Regions from separate parts of the Mus musculus genome. Here region 1 is linked to region 2. Evidence: chromatin contacts called from public HiChIP or PLAC-seq data. All regions are on one chromosome and are shown on one strand. The core of a region is the stretch at or near the end of the contact, and the rest is flanking DNA. Distances in the headings are between cores, read along the strand shown.

Region 1 (6,817 bases), core at 4,156-6,655, 320 kb before region 2:
CTGTACCACCTGCAGAACTTCTCCTTGCTTGTGTTGTTAATCCAAACACACCACCTAGTGAGGAAGGGTCTTTGTAATTCATGTCCACTACATATCCAAGTCCCATCTTACTCTACTTCCAGTAGTTCCTCAAACAGACTCTATTCTCACGTGCCTTCATAATAATTCCCCCAGGGAGCACCATGAGACCAGATTCATCTTGGTCAGTTTTTCTTCTTAGTGTGTTCCAAGCACCTACAAGAATGTCTAGAACAAAATAGTTGCTCACACTTTGGTCTTCATTCTTGGACACTGTGCCCCTTCTTAGAATTGGGAACAAAACACCCATGGAAGGAGATACAGAGACAAAGTTTGGAGCTGTGATAAAAGGATGGACCATCTAGAGACTGCCATATCTAGGGATCCACCCCATAGTCAGCTTCCAAACGCTGACACCATTGCATACACTAGCAAGATTTTGCTGAAAGGACCCAGATATAGCTGTCTCTTGAGAGACTATGCCGGGGCCTAGCAAACACAGAAGTGGATGCTCACAGTCAGCTATTGGATGGATCACAGGGCTCCCAATGGAGGAGCTAGAGAAAGTACCCAAGGAGCTAAAGGGACCTGCAACCCTATAGATGGAACAACATTATGAACTAACCAGTACCCGGAGCTCTTGACTCTAGCTACATATGTATCAAAAGATGGCCTAGTCAGCCATCACTGGGAAGAGAGGCCCATTGGACACACAAACTTTATATGCCCCAGTACAGGGGAACGCCAGGGCCAAAAAAAAAAATGAGAATGGGTGGGTAGGGAAGTGGGGGGGTATGGGGGACTTTTGGGATAGCATTGGAAATGTAATTGAGAAAATTGCATAATAAATAAATAAATAAAATAGTTGCTCAATAAATAACCAAGCCTGTAACTGTTTTTGTTTGCATGTGTAGATAGTTTCAAAGGTTAGGTTTCTAGAGTGATTCTCTCTCCACCATTAAGACATTTAGGAAACTCCCTCACCTTGAGTGTGGCCCGGACTAATGACTTGCTTATTTAGTTTTGGCTAATATTAACTGGAATGTCCTTGAAACTCATTATGAAGTCTATATAGATAACCCCAAACTCTTGATCCTCCTGCTTGTATTTCCTTAATTCTACAGTCCAATCATCACTGTACCTACTTGTCCAACCTCCACCTCTGTTGGGTTTCATTATGTAGTTCAGGTTCATACATACATACATAGATGATACATACAAAGATGATTGATAGATAAATAGATAGTAGATACGTAGATACATACATAGATACATATATCCCACATTGACCTCAAACTTAGGGTCTTCTTGCCTCAGCCTGAGGGTTTGGATTATATGTATTGGCCACCATAGCCAGATTCTAATAACTCATCTCTAACTGACTAAATCTTAGCTACAGGATGTTACATTCAAGACATTATAAATCATCTCATTTTCTCTTGATTGCTCAAGCTAGGATAATCATGCTGCCATCTTGTGTAGAGACCTTTATGGTTCAGTGAAGAACTGAGACTCCAACGCCAGCAGCCAATGAGGAGTTAAGGGCCTCAGTCTCACAGCCTGTAAAAGGATGCAGCCTTCCCTCTGTCGCATTTATAAATGTACGAGTTGATCTCCCAGCCTCTGGTTGAGTCTTGAGATAAGACTGAGCCCTGGACATCAACCTGACTGCATTCTCATGAGTGATGTGGAGCCAGAAACATCTGCTAAGCCATGGAGATTCTTGACCCACAGAACCTGTAAGATGATACTTGCTTTAAGCTGGGCAGAAATAGATAACTAACATGGATTTGGGTATAGGAATGGGGTGCTTACCTGACAAAAGTCCAGAAGGTGGGATTGACCTTAGAACAAGGCAACAAACTTCAAGCAATGTCAAGAAGAGTTTAAATCACCTTTAGGGCTGATGAACCCAAGTGAGCAAAGTGATTGTCACACAAGCATGAGAGCCTGAGTTCGGATCACTGGCATCCATGTAAATAACTGGGCTTTGTAGTGCATGCCTGTCACCCCAGCACTGGGAGACAATCTAGGCAATCAGTGTTCCAGGTACAGGGAGAGACCTTGCCTCAAAAAATAAGATTGAGAGTGGAAAACATCCAACATTGACTTCTAATTTCCCCATGCATGCATATACACATACATGCATTAAACATGTCTACAAAGACACCTAAACAAATAAATAACTCCTTGAAGAGCACAGAACTTTAAGACTTTGGGCTTTAAGAATATAGGAAATCAAAGATGACCTTACTGGAAGCTGAGAGACAGAAAGGTTTAGTAGTGGCTCAGCAGAAATCTTGTCAACACTCTCTGCTGCAGTTACTTAGAAAGTACAGAGTAGAGCTAGCAAACTGCATTTCTCTCCTTAAGAATCTTCCTGGGCAACTTTTCTTCCTACTGCTTACAATCAAGTGTGAGAGGAGAGGGACAAACTGGGGAATGAGCCATAAAAGAGACAGAGCTAGGGCTTGATGATTCTAAAGCTCTCATTTCCCTAGATTGTAAACAAATTTCAAAGGTAGAAAAACATTATAAGCAAAGATCAAATCCAGGGCAATGCCTAGAAACCATGGTCTGTAAATAGAGCAGGGATGTGGGCAAGCCACAGCCACAACCCCACCTGGCAGCCTAGTAGACAGCAGGATCCCAAACTAGTGGCTCCCAGATTCCTGGCTGTATTAGTCAGGGTTCTCTAGAGTCCCAGAACTAATGGAATGTGCATATAAAGGGAATATATTAGAATGACCGATAGGCTGCAGTCCAACTAATCCAACAGTGGCCAGCTGTGAATGGAAAATCCAAAATTCTAGTAGTTGCTCAGTCCCAAGAGGCTGGGTGTTTCAGCTGCTCTTCTGTATAGGCTGGAATCCTGAAGAAGTAGTCTCCAGTGGATGGATGTGCTGGCAAAGAGAATACAAAGAGGCAAAAAACAAACTAACCCCTCCTTCTTCCAATGTCTTTATATAGGCATCCAGCAGAAGGTATGGCCCAGAACCAAGGTGTGCCTCAAGGTCTGGATTAAATGCATGTGTTGATCAAAAGCATGTGACGTCCCACCTCAAGATTTGAATCTTCCAGCCTCAAGGTCCAGATCAAAGGCATATTGTCTTCCTGCCTAAACATCTGAATCACAAGCATGTTCTCCGTTTCTGGATTGTACTTCATTCTGGTTATAGTCAAGTTGAAAACTGAGAAAAGCCATCACATTGACCCACAAGATTATGTGATTAGGAGGGCTGATTTCAATGTTCAGTGCTAAGTATGGAGAAATGCATTACACAGCAATGGCACACATATGCCAAGCTTCTAAACAGGCGGATGTCACAGGGAGAGAAGTGATTTAAACCAGAGGAAGCTAAAACCTGAGATAATATGAGCAAAAGTCAACCTTCATCTCGCTGATAAGTGCTAAGTACTTGGGATGTGAATTAGTAGCATGGAAGAGAAAGAAATAAAGGGGACGTGGCTGGTGGCTGGTGGCCGAACTTACGAGATGGTTCTTCCAAGGGGATCATGTAGGGACTTTCCCTAGCTAGTCAGCACTAAAAAAGACAAAGCACACCTTGTTTCTTGACCTCAGCCTTCAGTCTTCTTTTCTAGGTGAGGATGCTAGGCTCCTCCTATGGCTGGACTATGGCTTTGAAATTGGCCCTTCTTCCAATCTCCAATACCAACAGCAAACTTAGGAATCCAGCTTAGGCCTTGTGCCAGAAATGAAGATGTATGAAATTGTGAGTTGGAGGTAAAGCTGATCTCTTCACAACACCCTGGAATGAAGGTCATGGCATATACACCCCACAGGAAGCCTTTACAGAGATAGGTGAAAGGGCAGGGGGTACATGAGGATCCTGGCTTCAGAGAAACCAGAAGAGATGAATTCACTTAGCTTACTCCCACATCCTCCGTGATATGCTGGGTCCACTTCAACTTCTTTTTCTTCTATCCATACAACTCTTACTAATACATCAGATGTTCCCTTCACCACCTCTCCTTCTTCACCAGAGAACAAGTCCTGGCAAACCACTTTGGAAGCACCTCATATGTTCTGAGAATCAGCCAACACTTTTCAAGAAATGACCAAAAAAAAAGGTGGAGCGCAACCCTGTGTCCCACATGTTAGCTGAGGACAGTCATGTTAGGTGAGGACAGTCACAGTACAGGACCAAGCAGAAGTGGTGCTGTGCTGGGCAAGGGAAAGAAAACACAACCCAGAACGTATCTCCTTTGCCATTCTGCTTCTTCATCTTGGCCCTCCAAGCTATCCCCCCTCGATGCTCTAATACAGAGCATACTAGAATACATGCTGCAGCTCAGAAGGGTATCATTTGAGCTTCTCACTAGGCCTGGGCAAGGAGTGACCCAAAATTTCTTCACAAGAACTTCAAGGCCAGCTTCTAACCCTGCTTCTAGCAGAGGAGCCAACCAGGGGTGGATATGTAAAAGAGGCAGAGTCAATAGAAATTAACAGTCAGGAAGTGAAGCCCCTGGTGGGCAGAGGACATGAAAGAACGAAGGCTTCTTTCCCTGTTTCTCATCCAAACTGCTTCTAGAGAACAATATTTGGCTGTCATGCTGAACCCTAGTCCCACTGGTTTCATCCTATAAACAAGGGTGGCAGTGCTCCCTTGTTGATTTGTCACATGCCTCAATGACATTTTCCATCTAAAGTCCCTACCAGAGCCAAAGGCTCATAGCAACTTACTAAAGTGTACTGCTATTATTGGCTATTGTTGTCTGGTCTTTGTGAGCCTATTGGAGTGGAGAAAATTACAATAATCATCCTTGATGGGGTGGTATTTGTCATTTCCCATCCTGACACATGTGTTCAGCCATCTGAAGATGGTTTTATTAAGAGTATTGATGCCCCCTTTGAAACGGGAACAGAAAGGAAGAAGTGCAAACGAGGGATGTGTGAGGGAAGGAATAGGAGGGAAAATTATACTGATCTATACCTACTCAGAAATGGGCTGGTGTTGTGGGAACTTTTCTTGTGGAGATCAGTAAACATCTGCTTTTCCCAGGTAGAACACCAATTTCATTAAAAAAAAAAGGCAGACAATAACAATACCACTCAATTTTAGTTTGATGAAACAAAGAGTTAATCAGAATTACTCACCAGAGAGTGAAGAGTTGGCAATGTACACTGTTAAAGAGAAGAATCTCTTGGAGACTCCAGCAACTGTTAAGGATCTCTACATCCCTGTGTAAAAAGGGTCCTGTGAGTCCTGGGTCCCCTCTGCGATGGAAAGTGAATGAGATCAGTCTTGTGACATCTCCTTTGGGTAATTATAGATGTTGACAGTTCGAGAGGGCAATGTCCAAGCTGTGCCTGGAGGAGGACATTCCACAGCATCAGAGAAAATGAATCACAGTCCCAAAGAATGCAGGCCAGATATGCTTCCATCTTCCTTTAAAGTCAAGGAAACCTGAGAAAAACATCCAGGAGGGGCTATGGCAGAAGGAGGACACTGGAATCAGAAGCTCTGTGAACATCTGTTTCTCTAGACCCAAGTTTCCTCTGCTGCAAAGTGAATTTAGTATGGACACCTACAAGGTGGCAGTACACTGAAGCTTGGGTTAATTGGTTAAATATGAAACATATTCCTTCTTGCTGCTATTGTAAAGAACTATCTAGAAAGCTTTCCTCCAACCTTCCTCACCATCTTGAAAAATCTCAAACCACAGATTTCTCTTTCCCCTATCCTTTTAACAGTAGTTAACACTTTCTCCTTCTAAGAGCTATTATCTAGGCTGCCTCTTAGGTCATGTGCTCTAGCTCAAGAACCAGGGTTGTATCTTATCCAGGGCTTGACAAGAACTAGCCTTAGTAGGCATTCGATAGTATACAGTAGGCATTCAATATGTGCTTATTACCTAAAGAGATACAACATCTCTGGTTTCTTCAATCTAATACCAGTCCAGACAGATAAAAAGACCACCAAGAGACACGTGGACCTTTCTCTTGATGCCTTCACCCCTTTGCTACACCACCAGGGTCATCTGGATTTAGAATAAGAATAGTGCAAAGCAAACTTTGAAACTAGTATTTAGAAGGATGCCTTGCATTTTTAAAGGCCAGAGGAAAAACACAGCATAGTAATTTGGGGCTAAGGGCAGCTGGTGATGTTTCAACATGTGGAAATAACCACAGGCAAGAAATTGGACAGCTACCATGGAATCAATCCACAGGCCCAGGGGCCAGAATCCAGATGCTGGGCTGGCCACAGAGTCTCCCCTGCTGCAGACTTTGTCATCACAACACCAGCCTGATATGACCAACTTTGTTTTAGCTGGCCAACCAGAGGTCAGTGTCACTCGAACTGGGATAAATCAACCTGGGCAGTACACTCTAACCCACAATTTGAGCCATGCATTCTATCTGGCCAAACTGTCCTGTAAGTGTGTTTAAAAAACACTCTTGGGAGCAAACATTGACTTTTAATATATGATGTTGAGACAATCGGGTAGCCATTTTGAAAAGGTTAAAATTAGATACACATCTCACACATAAAAGCAGACGTGAAATCATCAACGTATTGCTGAGTGAAACTACAGTTTGAAGGGAAAAGATGTGTGTGTTCCTTTATGGTCTGAGAATAGGTAAAGGTTTTCTGGTCATAATTCAAAAATTCAGAAACAGTAAGAATATATTAGTTTGGTTTCTACGGCTGTAAGAAAACACTGACCAAAACCAACCTAGGGAGAAAGGATTAGCATCAGTCCTTGAAGCCAATGAAGGAACTCAAGTATGACAAGAACTGACTGTAGCTGCCCACAGCTACACAAACTGGGTTCC
Region 2 (7,377 bases), core at 2,293-4,792:
CACATTTCAGGTTATGTATTATCAGCCTGATTCCTACTGTAGCTTTTGAACAAACATACCTATGTATTTTCCCTAATTTTCTTTTAGTTAGTGAACAGGGATCACTGACAGTTAAATCCCAAGTGCTTAAAAATAAGCAACAGAAATCCCGGTCCTTGTGTAGTTCTATGGAAACTTTGGTGTATGCTTTGGCGATTGGTGTCTCAGTCATTCATATGATTTTCTTCTGACATATTTAATTTTACCATGGTATTCTTTCTGCCCGTCCTTTAAAAGGCTAGAAATAAATGTTACAAGCATTATTTTCTAACCTCATTAAATAGAGGCATTGAGAGCTTTTTGGGTCACCACGTATTGTTTAACAAGAAAGCCGGATACATAACTTGCTAACTCTAAACTCTGGGTATTTTCTCAGGATTAGACTCTACCTCTTACATTAACCAGGCAGTGTAAGTAATGGGAAGATTTACTACAACTATCAAATTGATTTGTTTGATGAGTGGTATATTTGGATAATTAAGCTTTGTTTTTAAAGAAAATGATAAATAACAGGTGTGACTTTTTCTTCCATAGATAAAGCAAACCCAAGATGAAGAAAAAAAACAGCTAACTGCACTCCGAGATCTAATAAAATCCTCTCTGCAACTTGATCCGAAAGAAGTAGGTGGTTTATATGTTGCCAGCAGGGCTAACAGTGTAAGTGAGGCTGCTTGCCATTCCCTTTGTGCTTCTCCGTCTGTGAAACAGGCACATTGATAGCTTCCTGCTGGGGTGGGGGTGGGAACAGGTGAGGGAAAAGATAGAAGTACGTGTCCACAGTGATGCCCAGCATAGAAACTATTCCCACCAGGCAAGGTGGCACTTACCACTGAGAGGCAGAGGCAGGCAGAGCTCTCTGACCAGCCTGGCCTACATATGAGAACCTGTCTCAAAAAGAAGAAACTGTTCTTTCACCTCATAAGTAAATGGTACCCTGGATTCTGCTACTTTGTAGCCTTAGAGTTTTCTTAATGTTAACCTTTGAAGCAGGCAGTATGCCTCGTGATTCTCTTCTTCACACCATGCTTATCATTCTGGGAAGCCTGAAATGGTCTTTCATTTTACCAGAGATTTAAGGAAATATTTTGAGAGAGTCCTTTAGAAACTTGCCCCAGAATCAAGAAAACTCAGTTGAGATGGGCCCTGGATGTTGACAGTATAGAGTGAGTGGTGGATTTAGATTAATGCAGCTCCGATCCTTAGTTACAAATGTCATTTGTCCGGGCATTGATACCTGCTGCACATCTGGCTGTAGTCTGGGTGCTAAGTGTAGGTCCCTTCATGAAGGAGGGTCTAGTGTCATTTGTTACATGGAAGAAAGTCAAATGTGCCTGTTTGTGCAGTTTTGGAGTGCAGTGTTTAATGGTTGTATAAGAGATGCATTTGCTTTGTCAGTGTCCAGTGATAGCTCCCAACAGTGGCATTCACTCTTTTTTTAATTCCTGAAATTTCTGAATGGCATTCATGTGGCCACACAGAGATAAAGCACCCTCCCTCCATCCCCACCCCTAACGCACTGGAAACCTGCACTCACAGCACTAGCCTTTTACAGCGGCCTTCAAAGCTTTCCTTTCCTAAGGCTGTAACTATATGTGTACACAGTTAAAATAATTTTTGTTTTTTTTCTAATTCCATAACTCAATGTGTGTGTATATACATTTAAAAATGATTTTTATCCTTTTTCTTCTCCATATTCAGGTTTTACAGATGTTTGGGAGTTTGGGAAAGTGAGATAAGTCCATCGTTCTTTAATGGCAGATAGTCTCCTGCTCTCCTAGCTCCTATCAGAGCAGGCCTGATTCCCACAAACATCTGTGCACTGAGGCAAAGTCCTTACGTGCAGACTTACGCTGTGACTGTGCCTGTGATCAGGGGCCTGAGACTATCTCGGGAAAAGGGTTTTTTGGGTTTTTTTTGTTTTGTTTTGTTTTGTTTTAATTAGAAGCTGAAGCACACATACTCTCTGCTTGGATATAAAGAGAAGTATTCTTGAATGATTTCTAAGTGTACATGCAAATAGAAAGGCCCAAATGGAAAGGAGAAAGAGTAGACATTTGTCTAAAGGAAGCTGTGATGGCTTGACTGGTTCGCACATAACCACTTCCTATCTTTGTTTTGCTATCCAAGAGCAAAGTCATTTTGCCTTGTATAGGTATTGATGTATTCTACTCAGGTTGGCTAAGAAGCAAAGTTTCATGACAGAAGGAGTATCTAGGAGGTGAAATGAGCATGAAGTGATTATATTTAACTCTACTTGAAGTTAATTAATGGGTTTTAATTGTCACTCCTCCTAAATATTTTGCAGCTAAAATTGTCATTTAACAGCATACCCACCCATCCCTTTCTAACACTATCACCTCTTGTTGCAAAATAATTAGCAAGTTAATTATTTTTAGTGACTTCGAGATAATAGAAACTATCTACCAAGTAAATGTGAAGGACGATATCCACCAGAGAGTTCTTGTCCTCCTAACATTTGAAAGAGTGCAAAGTAATCGAAACTATTTTATGAGAAATTAAAAGCACCCAGCAAACCACCTAACTGACTTCACCAGTTTCTAATGTGACTTGATTGAAGGACACTGTCTTAGTTTTGCTTCCTGGCGCTGTGATAAAATACCCTGACCAAAGCAACGCAAAAGAAGCACAGGCACAGCCCCAGGTTACTGTCCAGGCTGCAAGGACGTCAGTCAGAGAGCTGGAGCAGTCAGGAGCAGAGAGCAGTGAGTTAATGAGTGTGTTCTCGTGCTCAGCTCACGTTCCCTACTCTTGTGCTATCCAGGATCCCCTGTGTAGGACGTGGGGCATCCAGGGTGTGGGGATCTCCTCATCTCACTTAATGCAATAGCCATGAGCCCTTCCAGAGGTCAACCTGACCCTCACCAGACTCTCCACGAAGCTCCCTTCCTAGGTGATTCTAGAGTGTGTCAGGTTGACAATTAAAAAGAAAGTCAACGGCCAAACCTTTACCACAGAGCTTCAAATTTACAATGGCAGGTCAAATCTTAGTGGGCCAAATAGATGATGACCTGACAAGGTGCCACCAAGACTGACGACCTCAGCTTGGTTCCTAGACGCCTGTGGTGGAGAGCACCAACTTCTGCAAGTTGTCCTCTGACGTCAGCAGAGGGGCACACACAAATAAACAAATGCAAAAGGAAAAAAGCCTAGCGACTGTTAAAATAGCTATGAACAGGATCCCCAGATATTTGGAAAGATTATTCTTTCCTCCATCAAGTCAAGTTACTTTCCTTTTTTTTTTTTTTTTTTTTTTTACTAAATGTTCAGTGGAATGACTTACCTTCACCTTAGATAACAGCCCCGCTTCCTGAAAGAACTGCTTGCTGCTGAACTATTTCTAGGGCTGTAACTCTTCCCTTTCTAACAGTGATTCTATGCATTGTGTGTATGAAACACAGAAGTGTCTGAGAACTAGTGGGCCTTTCACGGTGTGGATGCAAGGTGACTCGCTCAGCATGTCACTCCTCCCTCTCTTCAGTGTGCCAAACCCTACCCAGAGCTTAGTCACCCACCACACACTTGCCGTTGGAAATGGGAAGTCCTGTGGTAAAGGTTTGGTTTTCATTGAATACCAGAAAGCATTCACAAAGACCTTAGATCAGTGACTAGGAATTGCATTCAGTTCAGAGGGTTGAGGTTTTACAGATTAATAGTGCATGTCACATGTCAGTGTAGCTTCAAAGAAAGTGATTTCCCTATCTCTGCTAGGGTGCAGGAGGTCAAATTGGAAATCAGTAAGGCAGACTCAGTGAGGTAGATACATTTCCTAGCTCTTGGCACAAAATTGCCCAAAGGTTTCAAGTTCATTGTTTATTTTCAGTGTTGCATATTTTTGCCTAAATGAGTTTGGAATTTGCATTTTTCTTTCCTGAATATGTAGTTGATTTCTCTCATGCTATCAAAACAACTCAAAATCTATTTCATTCTTTAGTTGTATGTGTTAAATTATAAGTAGTACGATAATTTTCCAGTACTTTCTCGAAACTAAATTCACTTTTCATTTATTGATATTGCTACTAAGCACCAGGTGGTGATGGCGGCACATGCCTGTAATCCTAGTGCTTGGGAGGCAGAAGCACGTAGATTTTTGAGTTTGAGGCCAACTTGATCTACAGAGCAAGTTCCAGGATAGCCAGGGCTACACAGAGAAACCTTGTCTCAGAAAACCAAACAAACAAATGGAAAAAAAAAACAAAAAAAAACAAAAAAAAAAACTTCTACTAAGCAAGCTGAATGGCCATTATTTCTCAATGAAGTAAAAATAATTTATGTACATTTATTAACCTATGAAAGTCATTAATTAGCTAATTTCTGGAATTGTAGAGAAAAAAATACAGATCTGGAAGGATTTATTGGACTACTGTACTGTGCTGACCAAGACCATGGTTGTATTTCAAAGTAAACTCTAGAAGCTGGCAAGGTGGCTCACCTGGTGAAGGTGCTTGCCTCCAGGATTGATGACTGACATTCAGTCCCTGGTACCCATGTGGTAGAGGGAGAGACTGATTCCTGGAATTTACACTCCTCCTCATACACACACACACACACACACACACACACACGAAATACATGCATACATTCATTCATACATACATACATAAGTGAGTACAAAAAAATGTAAACAGAAACATTAGAAAGTAAACATTAAGAAATTTTGTAAGAGATTCCTAGATCTCATTCTACCCCACAACCCTGTTCCAGATAATCTGATTTGTTCAATTTTATGGAAGGAATCTGGCCTGTTGAAAACAAACTTCCTTACAGTAAGGGAGAAGTGACTAATAGGGATGGAGAGATGAGTCAGCAGTTGAAAACTTGCTCCTCTGACAGAGGTCCCAGCTCAGTTGCCAGCACCCATATGGTGGTTCACAACCACCCCTAGCTCCTACTGCAGGGGATCTGATTCCCTCTTCTGAACTCCAGGCATGCACATGGTACACAGAGGCAACACATTCATATAGATAAAATAAATGTTAATAAAATAAAATTATCTTTAGAGTAAAAGAAAGGAAGACAGACAGACAGACAGACAAAAAGAATGTCACTTGTAACCCCTTTCATCAGTCTCAGCCTACTGGGTAAAGCCTTCTGGGAGAGAAGGAGAGGAGTGGTCAGAGTGCAAGCATCCTCTACAAAGCCTTATACATTGGATCCCAAGACTCTGCAAGTACACACTGTTGGACCTAGGAGAATGGCACATGGGTACCTACGTATGTGGGTGCATCCACTAACATGCACACACACATGCACATTTCAATTGGGAAACAAGAATACAGAGGACATCACAATATGTGGCTCTGATATTCTGAGTTTTCAGTTTATTTTGGTTTTACTGAGGCATTGGTTCTGTGTTCCCACATTTTGAATGATGTTACCATTTACTGAGAAATGTACGCCTTATCATCTTCATTGTGTTTATCTCCTCACCACACATGAGCTAAAATATGTAACACTTGATTTGATTGGTATAGAAATATTTTACTGCTTTATCATCCAGATTCTATTATGATCATGGATGTGTTTTTTGGTACATCTTTACAATAATCTTTTCTATGTATATTTTATAAACTGCTTAAGTAATGGCTGACAGAGCTTTTAACACAATTAACTATTTTCAATCTTCTGCCTTTTTTTTTCTTTGTTGCTTTGCCCTTCCTGATCGAAGTCTAGAAGAGTAAGTTAATACATTTGTGAGAATGCGTTGTCCTACTATGTACCTAGAGACTTGTCCTCTTGCTGCAACTCCACTATATGTTTATTTGTTTCATTTGTATTTTACTTCTTGGATTTTCATAGTATGGCCATTGTGTCTTGTCTTTCTGTCCTTAGCGTCCACGGCTAGGTACCAGTGGAGTGCCAAAGTGAAAGCAGGCTTGCTTGTTTCTTTTGCTGGAGTGTGCATGCTTTGTCACATCCTAGACTTTTCACACCGTAGGATGCTGATTTCAGACTAAACTCATCGGCATCAGTCTGTTTTGCAGAGAGCCGTAGGCAGATTGTTCCTTTTGTGGAATGTTTGCATAGTTTACTAACTGGGTAACTCAGGAGGTCCAAACCGCTCCCAAATCCAGGATGGTTTTGGGCATTTCAGTAATCAAAAGGTTTCAGAATTCAGATACTTTAATTATAGATGCTCAGTGTATAGATAGTTACAAGATTTGTATGCTGATTGCCAGTGCCCTGCTCCGAAATCTTTTTAATGAAGATGTCCTTTATTTAGAGGACTCCAGCACACACGTAAAGGAGAATAGGTACAGCCGAGGGAAGACACTGCCAGCTTGCACACTCCCTGCATTCTCTTCCCATTTAGCCCTTCCTGTTGCTTCCTGCTGTGAGTGAACACTGAGCCTAAATCAGAGCCCTGTTTCTTTTGTGTTTGAATCAGTACTAAACTAGACCCGGACCCTGGGCTCTGCCTAGGACTTGGTTTGTGAGTCAGGCAAAATATTGACATGTCCTACTTCTTCTGCTAAAATAAAAGGTAGGCCTGGACAGCTCCCAAAGTCCATAATTCCCCCAGGCACAGGCCAGCAGGCAAAGGCTCAGGGGCAGCACAGCATTTGCCAGTCTGTGCTTCTGTTTTCCAGGACTCTCAGAGCCGGCAAGGTGGGTACAGCATGCATCAGCTCCAGGGCAACAAGGAGTACGGCAGTGAAAAGAAGGGCTTCCTGCTGAAGAAGAGTGATGGGTACGTGTCGAGCCCTGGCAGCCCAGTGTGAGGCAAGCATGCCCAGGCAGTGCTCTCCCTGGGACGGTGTCCAGGCTCTTGTTGCGAAAACATACTTAAAAGCTTTCTGAGCTGGTTCTGCTTAAATAGTTGGCCTAACGTGCTGTCCTTACAAGAAGAACGATTGTTCTGCGTCCAGGTAACACCTCTTGCTTGTGACTTACACTTGTAGAAAGCTGAGAAGGGAGGCTCAGCTCTGCTTTATCATTGTCATATTCTCTCCTTGAGATGGCACCTGGCTGCCCAAACCCCAACCTTTGGGGTAACCTGTGACATTGTCTCTGTCACAACCAATCTATCACATACCTTCCCTTTTCTAATTAAAAATAATAGGCTTCTTGTCATCTCAGCTGCTTCTGCTCAGGGGTGAAGTCTTTTTCATGAGTCCTGTGTAGTTGAACTCTGAGTCTTCTCTGTGAGCACCTGCTCCCTGTGGCCACACCTCTTTCTCATCTATGCATAGCCCGCAGGACTGCACCGACAGTGAGAGAGAGCCCAGACTTCAGCCTGGGTGCTCTAACTTAGCATCAGGCATCTAGCGTTTGTCTTTCAAAATGTCCGTATCTGCCTTTGACCATTCTGGACATACT

Evidence for each region. HiChIP or PLAC-seq counts read pairs in DNA pulled down with a chosen protein or histone mark.
Region 1: a contact with region 2 is called in an H3K27ac HiChIP or PLAC-seq map of the NIH/3T3 cell line, with 5 times the contacts expected there. The contact joins two enhancer-like sites. A contact is called at or near these places in 1 of 15 datasets of contacts at CTCF or cohesin (the NIH/3T3 cell line), 3 of 484 Hi-C or Micro-C datasets (Th1 cells, bone marrow-derived macrophages and muscle stem cells) and 3 of 115 datasets of contacts at active chromatin or transcription factors (the NIH/3T3 cell line, a colorectal cancer cell line and pancreatic cancer cells).

Annotation. Positions count from the first base shown.
Region 1 is chr15:64,470,324-64,477,140 of GRCm38.p6, reverse strand. No RefSeq gene overlaps it. Among named protein-coding and RNA genes, the nearest start is that of Gm46509, 30 kb to the left of the region's middle. Within about 2 kb of position 5,405, at least 46 of the 459 cell types and tissues checked have an H3K27ac peak or open chromatin away from gene starts, as enhancers often do. A contact at or near this core is called in the NIH/3T3 cell line, a colorectal cancer cell line and pancreatic cancer cells, where this site is marked.
Region 2 is chr15:64,152,201-64,159,577 of GRCm38.p6, reverse strand. It overlaps Asap1 (ArfGAP with SH3 domain, ankyrin repeat and PH domain1), which reads left to right. Exons shown (of 31, transcript NM_010026.3): 11 at 574-696; 12 at 5,726-5,734; 13 at 6,648-6,748. Among named protein-coding and RNA genes, the nearest start is that of Gm20717, 58 kb to the right of the region's middle. Within about 2 kb of position 3,542, at least 65 of the 459 cell types and tissues checked have an H3K27ac peak or open chromatin away from gene starts, as enhancers often do. A contact at or near this core is called in the NIH/3T3 cell line, a colorectal cancer cell line and pancreatic cancer cells, where this site is marked.